2 separate regions of the Sus scrofa genome follow, and region 2 is linked to region 1. A link is a contact called in public Hi-C data. All regions are on one chromosome and are shown on one strand. The core of a region is the stretch at or near the end of the contact, and the rest is flanking DNA. Distances in the headings are between cores, read along the strand shown.

Evidence for each region. Hi-C and Micro-C count contacts between places; a contact is called where the count stands out from the background.
Region 2: a Hi-C map of liver shows a contact between it and region 1, with 2.2 times the contacts expected there. The contact joins the enhancer-like site here to the promoter of GDF2 in region 1. A contact is called at or near these places in 20 of 47 Hi-C or Micro-C datasets (adipocytes, adipose tissue, embryonic fibroblasts and 10 more) and 2 of 2 datasets of contacts at active chromatin or transcription factors (alveolar macrophages and skeletal muscle).

Annotation. Positions count from the first base shown.
Region 1 is chr14:88,509,724-88,514,682 of Sscrofa11.1, reverse strand. It overlaps GDF2 (growth/differentiation factor 2), which reads left to right and starts at 1,267. Exons shown (of 2, transcript XM_003133104.5): 1 at 1,267-1,796; 2 at 4,608-4,959. The coding sequence starts at 1,448. It overlaps ZNF488 (zinc finger protein 488), which reads right to left. Exons shown (of 6, transcript XR_002338455.1): 2 at 4,029-4,756.
Region 2 is chr14:88,724,414-88,729,315 of Sscrofa11.1, reverse strand. No RefSeq gene overlaps it. Among named protein-coding and RNA genes, the nearest start is that of PTPN20, 110 kb to the left of the region's middle. Within about 2 kb of position 2,430, at least 16 of the 83 cell types and tissues checked have an H3K27ac peak or open chromatin away from gene starts, as enhancers often do. A contact at or near this core is called in fetal liver and liver, where this site is marked.

The DNA.
Region 1 (4,959 bases), core at 18-2,517:
TGATCTTGCCTGCGCTGGCCCCTTGTTCATCTTCCTGAACCTCCTCCACTCACTGTAACCCCTTCCCAGGAGCCCCACCAGCTTGGGAAAACTTTGTCTTTAAATACTCCTCAAAGTTGACCCCCAGAATATTTTTCTGCTCATCCTTTGTTGTGATCAAGCCGCAAGTGATGGAAATGGACAGAGTCTGAATGTGGGCACACTGTTCTAAAATGTCGCAGACCCCGGAACCTCACAGGCCCAGACTGCGCCACAGCTTGTTGGCTTCCTTAGGCCAGGGGGACGTCTCCTGGACATGTCCTGGCCTCAGAGCTCCCCCCTCCCTGTCCTTTGTCTCAGACGGCACGGTTCTCCTGACTGACAAGTGTGGTTCATGCAGCCGCCCAGCTGACATGAGTATGAGCAAAGATCAGCCCCATCTGAGACCAGTGACAGAGCTCCTCTGGGATCCCGGGGCCAGCAGGTCTCACCGTGTAAGTGGTGTTCATAGAGACCAGGCCAGGATCTCTACAGGGCTGCCTCCCTAGCTCCTCTCTCAGTCAGACCCAAGGTGGAGAAGTGGCAGCCAGAATGCAGCCACCCAACTGACGGGCTTACGGTGACTACCACGACCTTTAGCACAAATCGCCTTAAATCTTACAACTCTCTCCCGAACCAGAGACTCGGGAGGTGAAATGACTTGCTCCAGGACACACTTGTGGGGAGTAAGTGAGGGACCTGGGATTTGAACCCGAATCTGGTCTGACCCAAAGTCTCCATAACCTCACTGACTTCTATGTGCCACATTCACCCATGAGCTCACTGGACAGACGAGAAACCGAGACACAAGGTACTTGAGCCACAAGTGCTTATTGCAGTTGCACAGGAAGTAGGCTTCTTACTAACTCTGACATAAGGTTCCCACCCCACTGCCCACACTAGGTCCCAGTGGTTAGCAGGGGTCTTCTGGGAGTTTTGTGCTGTTTTTTCTATATTTGGAGGACTTTTGGGTCTTGTTTGTTTCCTGGATTCTTTGTTCCCCTGGCCCAGGAGATGGAACATATGTCACCCAGTCTCAAGATGCCTCTGAACAGAGCTGGCAAGGAAATGAGAAAGGATCCTAATTAGGGGGCGATAACCCCACAGAGAAATTCAGACTCTTTGCAGCAGGCCTTGTCCTTCCCACAAGTCTTGTGTGTTTGTCAGATGTTTATAGAGCCTTCATTAACGCAGCTCTCCCTCAGATAAGAGGCCTGAACACAGCATCAAGGGCCAGATAAGAACAAGTGGAGGGCACTCCGGGGACGGCGGGTGGGTGAGAGCCTGTGAACGGGCCTGGGCGCGTGGGGTGCGCGGTGGAGAGCTTGTGGGCAGGACAATGCGTGCCGGCTCCTTCCGGGCTCCTCCCCGCACCCGCTAACACACTGCAGCTGCCGCAGTCTCTGAAGCAGGGAGAGAGCACCCCAAGATGTGTCGCGGGGTGCTCTGGGTGGCCCTGCCTGTGGCGCTCTCCCTGCTGGTGTGCTCCACGCAGGGGAAGCCACTGGACAGCCGGGTGAGGGCCTCGGCTGGGGGAGATGCCCACCGCCTGCTAGGAGGGGCCGGAGGTGAGCAGGAACGGGGCACCTTCGACCTGAGGATGTTCCTGGAAAACATGAAGGTGGATTTCTTGCGCAGTCTCAACCTGAGCGGGGTCCCCTCCCAGGACAAAACCCGAGCTGAGCCACCGCAGTACATGATTGACCTGTACAACAGATACACCACTGACAAGACGTCCACCCCCGCGTCCAACATCGTGCGCAGCTTCAGCGTAGAAGGTAGAGTCAGCCCATCCGGGCGCCTGGTGTGGGGGCGGGGGGCTCAGTGGTCCATGGATGCTGCTGCCCAATATGGCGGCCAGTGGAAACATGGGACTCTTGATGTTTCCATTTATGTTAATTTAAAGGAAATAAAATTAATAATTTAGTTCTTTGGTTTCACTAGCTTGAATGCAAGTGCCCAGCAACCATGCATGGCTAATTGCTGCCCTATAGGACAGTGGCGATTATAGAACAGTTCCCTTACTGCAGACATTTCTATTGGACAGCTCTGCTCTAGAAGATTCTCCCTCCCTGGGCCCAAAGCCACATTTAACACCAGAGGTGCTGAGGAAATGTCAGCTCCCTTTCTTCCATCCTTTCTCCTACCTCCTCTTTGCCATACTGTCCCCTTCCTGCTTAGACAGCTTATTTACCATCCAACCAACTGGTATATTTTTGAACACCGAAAGAATGTCTGCTTCTCTCTCATCAAAAGGTGTTTAAAATTCAGATTAATTCCTTCAAGAGAGAAACATTGGAGGACAACTTATTTTCCAAACATTAAATAATTATCCTGACTTAGGCAGACTAGAAGATAATAAATGTCAACTTAGGACTTAAGTCTACTAATTTATTTGCACAACGTAGGTGACAAGATCTTGTGAGCAGGGGAGTCAAGGCTTGCAGACCCTGAGGGAACTTGCCCAGTTCACATGTTAGTTAAGCAGCTGACCGCTTAACTAACATTAGTTAAGGCTGCCCAGCTCAGCCTTTTTCTGCAGCTGCAGCCTCTCTCTAACCAGCCAAGCACTCGGGGCCTCTTCTCTCCTGGGCTTGGGACCTGCAGACTCCTAACAGATGTATGCCTTATTTAAAGGATGCTGTGGTCATGCCACGTGCCCAGCAAGACTGTATTTTCTTTTTTTAATTTCCTTTTTTTTTAAAATTAAAGTGTAGTTGATTTATAATATTGTGCCAATTTCTGCTATATTTTCTGATGTCCCTGGAGTTTATATGAACTTGCTTGATTTTTAAACGCTGGCTTAATATTTTTTTAATGCGGTCTCAGGTCATCCAGATGCTGCTAATGTCTCACTGGTGCATGTCTGTAACCTCTGCTTTAGGGGAAGGCTGGGCTCTCTTGGCTGGACCAAATCACCAAATCACCAAATCCCATAGTCTAGGAGTGCAGTGTTGGAGCTATATCAGTGACTTCCCACCCACACCCCGCCCCCAGCATTGTCATTGTCCCAGAAACAAGTGATCTGATCCCAGCTCTGCCTGTGGCCAGCACTCCTATGGAGGCCAGTTATGCTTCCCTTCACACAGCCTGAGTGCAGTTCAGGCAGGGAGGCCCTTGTTTTCTAGATGTCTGATGCGCTCCCATGGCCATGTTCATAGTGGGTCCTTGAAACACTGCTCATAGACTGCACTCACTACTCACATATGCTATAGTGCCTCGCCACCCACCACAGGAACTAGGATGGCATGTCCACTCTGGGTCAGGGGACACAGAGATATATGAAAGGCATGTGCTAGGGTGCATACATAGGCAAGAAGGACACAGAAATATTGAGTATCTGCTGTGAGCCAGAGACAGCGTAGGGCAAGTCCCATGTACCTTCTTGTCAAAGCCTCACACCGACCCTGGGAGGCTGGACAGATGAGCCCCATTTTCCAGATGAGGAAACAGGCCCAGAGGAACTCGGGAGAGTCAAGATTGGCACTCAGTCTGTCAGGCATGGCCAGGTTCACAACAGCACCCAGTCTTCCTTCACGTTGGCACATAGTAGGAGCTCAAAAAACACAACACTTCTCTCTTTGTGACCGAACCATGGTATAATAAATGTGCTGGTGGCCATGCAGCAGCCTGGGGAGTGGGAAAGTGAGACAGTTGTGTAGCTAAAAGGCAAGCCCTCTTTGAGCCAAATGTGACTAAGCCATTGAGGTTAATATTTTTTTTACCTCAAACATTAAAAAAAAATCGGCGTTACCGTCATGGCTCAGGGGTAACAAACCTGACTAGGATCCATGAGGTTCGATCCCTGGCCTTGCTCGGTGCGTTAAGGATCCAGCGTTACCATGAGCTTTGCTGTAGGTCAAAGATGCGGCTTGAATCCAGCTTTGCTGTGGCTGTGGCGTAGGAGGGCAGCTGTAGCTCTGATTTGACCCCTAGCCTGCGAACCTCCATATGCCACAGGTGCAGCCTTAAAAAGACAAAAATAAATAAATAAATAAATAATCACCTACCTTCATTTTGCTCAGAAGTTACAATTCTGGGTGATTTTTATACCACTTAGATGCTGAGAGTTTTAACATCATCTTAGGCTGGAATTTCACTGTCCTCTCCCAGGATCTCTCCTTTAAAATTATACCCTCAGGATCTGCACTCTGAGACTGACAGTGAGCTTTGCTGTTTTGTAAAGTGAGAATTTTTCCAGGATGTATGCAATTACAGTTAAACACTCTGAATCCAAGTGTCTGTATCTGTAAAAGTGGAATAATAATAAGATCCTCCCAGGGTTAATGTGAAGAGAAAAGTGAAACATAGTATGTAATGCTAGGTACACAGTAGGTGCTCAATAAACAGCTATACCTGTCAACATCAATGCAAAGCATCTCTTGCCTCTGTTTTTCTTTGAAAGATGCTCAATATACCTTTTTAAATACCCTTCTACATTTAGGGTTTAAGGGAAACCAAATGGAGATTTGTTAGAGACAGACAATGTCATCTCAGATGCCCTTTCATCTAAACCATGAGCCTCAGCTTTGGTGTCATGAAACGAGACCCTCCCAACAGATGCCCATGACTGTGTATTTGCATTTCAGATGCTGTCTCTGTCTCAGCCACAGAAGACTTCCCTTTCCAGAAACACATCTTGCTCTTCAATATCTCCGTTCCCAGGCATGAGCAGATCACCAGGGCTGAGCTCCGACTCTACCTCTCTTGTCAAAGTCACGTGGATGCCTCCCATGAGCTGAAAGGAAACATGATCATCTATGATGTTCTGGACGGAGCTTCTGAGGGAACCAAGACCTTCCTGGTGTCCCAGGACATCCGGGATGAGGGCTGGGAGACCTTTGAGGTGTCCAGTGCTGTGAAGCGGTGGGCCCAGGCTGACTCCACCAAGAGCAAAAATAAACTGGAAGTGACCGTCGAGAGTCACAGGAAAGGCTGCGA
Region 2 (4,902 bases), core at 1,181-3,680, 210 kb before region 1:
GTATCCATAAGACTCAGGTTCAATCCCTGGCCTTGCTCAGTGGGTTAAAGATCCCATGTTGCCGTGACTGTGGCATAGGCTAGCAGTTGTGGCTCCGATTTGACCTATAGCCTGGGAACTTCCATATGCCACGGGTATAAATACATAATTACATAAATACATACATACATACATACATACACACATACACACATACATAAATAATTACGTACATAAAAAAAATAGTAGGTGCTGAATAAAAGTGAGGTCCCTTCTGTCAGAGGAAGCTGGGTTGGGTGATATAGAAGTTGAACAACGTGTTCAGCAAAAGTGGGGCTTGACAACAGGCTGGAGGGAGAGAGGGGAGCTCGGAAGCTCTCTGCAGAAAATTATTGGATTGCACCAATTATTGGGTTGTGTAAAGTATTTCCTCCAACAGACCACACCAGTCACAGGCAGGCCCTGCCTTGAAAGCCCTATCTCCAGCAGGGGTCTAGAAAGAGGCTGGAGTGTCCTGGGCCACTAGATGGGGGCTGACCACATGGCTGCATTGAGTGGGGATCGTCTTGGGCCATGACTGACCATTACTCCAAACTGAATGGCAGATGCCACCACTGGGAGTCCTGGTCAGGGGACAGTGGGTGGGGCAGAGGCTCTGAGCTGAACCCTTGCAGTACTATCTGGCCCTCGTAGAGGCCACACTTACTCAAGTGGGGTTATGCCCATGTGGGCCTCTTCCTGGTCCATGAGAAGCTTTGGAAACAGTTCCTGTTCCTGAGCATGTGAACACTCTCTGTGTAGGAACCCATGCCAAACTCTCTTATCCAGGCTGAAATTGCCAGATCTTGACCTTAGTGGTCTTATATTTTTTAACCTGTGCTTTGGAGGCAGCAGTAGGAGTCTCCTGGTCACCTGTCCAGGGCTGGGATCTGGGGTCAGGCTGAGGGCAGAGGCCCCCTGTCACAAGAAGGATTTGAGTGAGTATGGAAGGAGAGGGAGATGTGATTGATACCTGGGGGTGTTATCTCACCCACATGCAAGGATGTGAGCTCAGCCACTGACTCAAAGGGCACCAGGATTTCACCTTGCACCTGCCTTGTTGGGGACAAGGGCAGAGAACGATCATATTGATGGAGTTACTCACAGACCAGTGAGCTGAGAGCCTGGGAAACAGAGAACACTTGGGGAAGCTGTTCAGGGTTACATTTTGGTTTTTCCCCTGTATGTTTAGCTACTTTCATTTCCATTATTCAGAACTGTTGTTAAATTTAATTTTTTTTTCTTTTTTTGCTTTTTAGGGCCATAGCCACTGCATATCAAAGTTCCCAGGCTAGGGGTCAAATTGGAATCAGAGCTACAGCTGCTGTGGCGTCACAGCCATAGCAACAGGGGATCCGAGCCGCATCTGTGACCTACACCACAGGTCATGGCAACGCTAGATCGCTGACCCACTGAGTGAGGTCAGGGATCAAACTCGCATCCTCATGAATACTAGTCAGATTCGTTTCCTCTGTGGCAGATGGGATACCCCACCCCCACCCCACCCCCGGCCCTGAAGCTTATGGAAGTTCCCAAACTAGGGATTGAATCTGAGCTGTAGCCACAGGCCTACCTTACAGCCACAGCAACGTCAGATCCAAGCCACGACTGCGACCTACACCCCAGCTCACGGCAATGCCGGATCCTCAACCCACTGAGCAGGCCAGGGTCAACCCTGCAACCTCATGGTTCCTAGTTGAATTCGTTTCCACTGAGCCACTATGGGAACTCCTTTTTTTTTTTTTTTTTTTTTTTTCCTTTTTTAATGACAGAGCTATAGACCGTGGGAATTGTCCCAAGCATCCTACCAGGTCCTAAATGTGTTGCAACCAACATAAAAATTTGCCCCCACCCCAGGGCCCCTCCCACCCTCTTGTGCAGAAAGCAGAGGGCCGTTGAAGATGGACCACTGCTGGGGTGTTCAAACAACGTGGCCAGGCTCTGGCCACAGTGCCTTTTGTGACCCAGGCGCTGGGCCCAGATAGGAGTACCCCTATTTTATACTTGGTTAAGAAAGATCTGTCATCTTCCCTGAGGCGGAGCAGACTGCAGCACCCTTTTATCTCTCTCACAGGCTTTGGCAATGTGGGCTTTCTCAGCCCGCAGCTCCAGCTGTGCTTTTCAACATCCCATTAGCAGCAGCGGGACTGAGAATGGAGGAAGTCTGGTCCCTCCCTGATGCTTGACCCCCAGAGTCTGTAATTAGTGTGTGACACTGTGGTCCGTAATTTCCGCCCAAGCCCTGCTTTGATTTCCGCAGCACAAACACGGCTCAGGGACCACTGATAAGAGGCAGGAGGACAGAGCAGAGAGCGCAGCATTTTTTGCATCCATAACCAAGGCATTGCACAGCCGAGGTTGCTAATCCCTTAATGAGGGCCTGGTGGCTGCTGAGGGCAGGGGCCAGGGAAGCGGGTGATGGAGGAGTGAAGCCTGGGCTGCACAGAAGCCCCAGGAATGCCTTACATTAACAAATCTAGCTCTAGGGGCAGCTGTTCCCGCCTCTTGGTGAGGCTTATGGAAACTTGCGCTAATTATAGACAGCAACGTGGCTCTGGAAAGGAAGCTCTTTTTGAAATCTCATGGCCTCCAGTGATAATATTTTAGAGCTGTGACATTAACTTAAACAGTCCATGGTAGGTGGGCAAGATGAGAACGTGCTGGCCCAGCACAGCCTCCCCACCCATGCCTGCCAGCCAGATGGAAGCCTGGGGGCCGGGTGGGAGGGGAGGACAGTCCTGCTGTGCTCTCTGGCCTGCCAGTAATACAAGCCGGCTGCAGCTAGAGGTTTACATTTCACTGTTTCCTCAGTTCTCAAGGCAGCTTTGCAAGGCACGTGCCGCTGCTCCCATCTGACAGATTAGGAAGCCTTCTCTTGGGCCCCTTAGAGATGCGCCAAAGGTCCCACCTGCATAGGCCTGGGCTGCAGTCCTAGCTTGGGTACAGGACACTTATTGTAGGGAGCTCACCTAGAACTCTGAAGCTTGTGATGAATGTTTGTTGAGTGAATAAACAAACCACCCTGTGGTAGGTGTCATCACCCCCAATTTTCAGAGCAAAAAAATAAGGTTTCCAGATGGTTTTCACAAAATCACCACCCCACCTAGTAAAGGCTCTGGACTCCCCCACACAGAAATTGTACCAATCTTTACTACATCTTTTATTTCATATTGTATTTGGCTTTCAAGAAGTTAACTCATTTCTTGTTAACAAACAAAATAAAAATATATTAAAAAAACAAAGCTCACTTGCTAAGCCAATATTTATTCATGTTGAGTCTATGGTACCCAGACAGCACATGACTTTGAGGTCATTTTGCATAAAGTTATCACTGAACTTGAAACAGATTATGAAGTTTTTTTTTTTTAAGCAAAATTGCAACAGCAGGTTGTTTGCTGAAAAATATTTCCACTTATTTCCACTTATCGAGACACTTTGGTTTCCTTAAACGAAGTGGACATCATGTCCAAGGCACCAGCTTCATTATATTCATATTGGAGGAAGCTTATTTTTTTTTCCATTGAGATACTATCTAGAGCGGAAATCCTTTATTAAGAGGAGAATCCTCCCTGCTAGTCAAATCCAAAAATCCTCTGAGCACCTGCAAGTGAATTTTCAAAAGGGATCACAACAGCCCTTTCAAAAATGAAATGAATTTTTATGTTGAAACACATCTCCAGATTTGGAGCTGTGTACACAACATCTCAATGTAAGGTAACTGCCAATAAAGTTGTCAAATATCACTTACCTTAAGAAGCAGAGTGTGATTTTAGAAATGGGCTGGACAAAGACACTTCTGTAGCCGGTCTTGTGCTGTACAAAAGGATAGCATTGCATTCTGTTCAGAAGTGCAGACAGGTGAGTTCCCGTTGTGGCTCAGGGGTTAATGAACTGAAACTGACTAGTATCCATGAGGATGCAGGTTTGATCCCCAGCCTCGCTCAGTGGGTTAAGGTTCCGGCATTGCCATGAGCTGTGGTGTAGGTCACGGACACGGCTTGGAGCCCACGTTGCTGTGGCTGTGGCATAGGCTGGCAGCTATAGCTCCAATTTGACCCCTAGCCTGGGAACCTCCATATGCTGCATATGCTGCAGGTATGGCCCTAAAAAGAAAAAAAATTAAAGAAGTGCAGACTGGCCCCTGGAGGACAGTGGCTAAGGAAGACTTGGGATGTAAGGATCCTCCAGGAAGACTCAGGCCAAAACTGGTTCAGAACACAGGCCTAGAGAATAGACCTTACCTATGTGTACGTCATGCGTTTAGAAGGTTACTTCTCAGGCAGAAACCTGGTCAACAGACAGGCCTGGAGCCTGGCTCAGAGAGGCTGGGACACCTTCCTCAAAGTCACACAGCTTAGGCCCTCAGAAGCACAGTGTGTGGCTAGTAGAAGAGAGGACCAATACGTAAGTGACATGCATGAGTCAAATACATGCTGTCAGCAGGGAGACACTCCAGGAGGAAACAGTGGAGCAGGGAGGGGGAGGGATGTGTCTGTGTGTGTGAGTGTGTGTTGGGAGGAATGGCCCCTGTCCTCAGAAGTCACCCGGTGAGGCTCAGCTGAGGAGCTGCCTCCTCTGAGGAGCTCTCCTGGCCCTGGGGGGTCAAGGGCTCTCTCAGAGGTCGTATGGCCATGCACTGCCTCTCTCTAGACACAGAGCCCCTGGGACCAGTGATCCTTACTTTGTGCTCTAGGGCATTAAGGAGACCCTCAGTGCAGCTCTTGTGTGATTTTTTCCCCAAAAAGATGCCCTGCATGGTGGCACTTTCCCTATGGAAGCCTCCAGAGGGGGCTTGCTGTGCCTGTGAATAAATGGTTCACCTAAGGGGGCGTAAATCCCTCAGGCCATGGAGGTAGTCTCACCTCCAGACGGTACAGCAGCTCT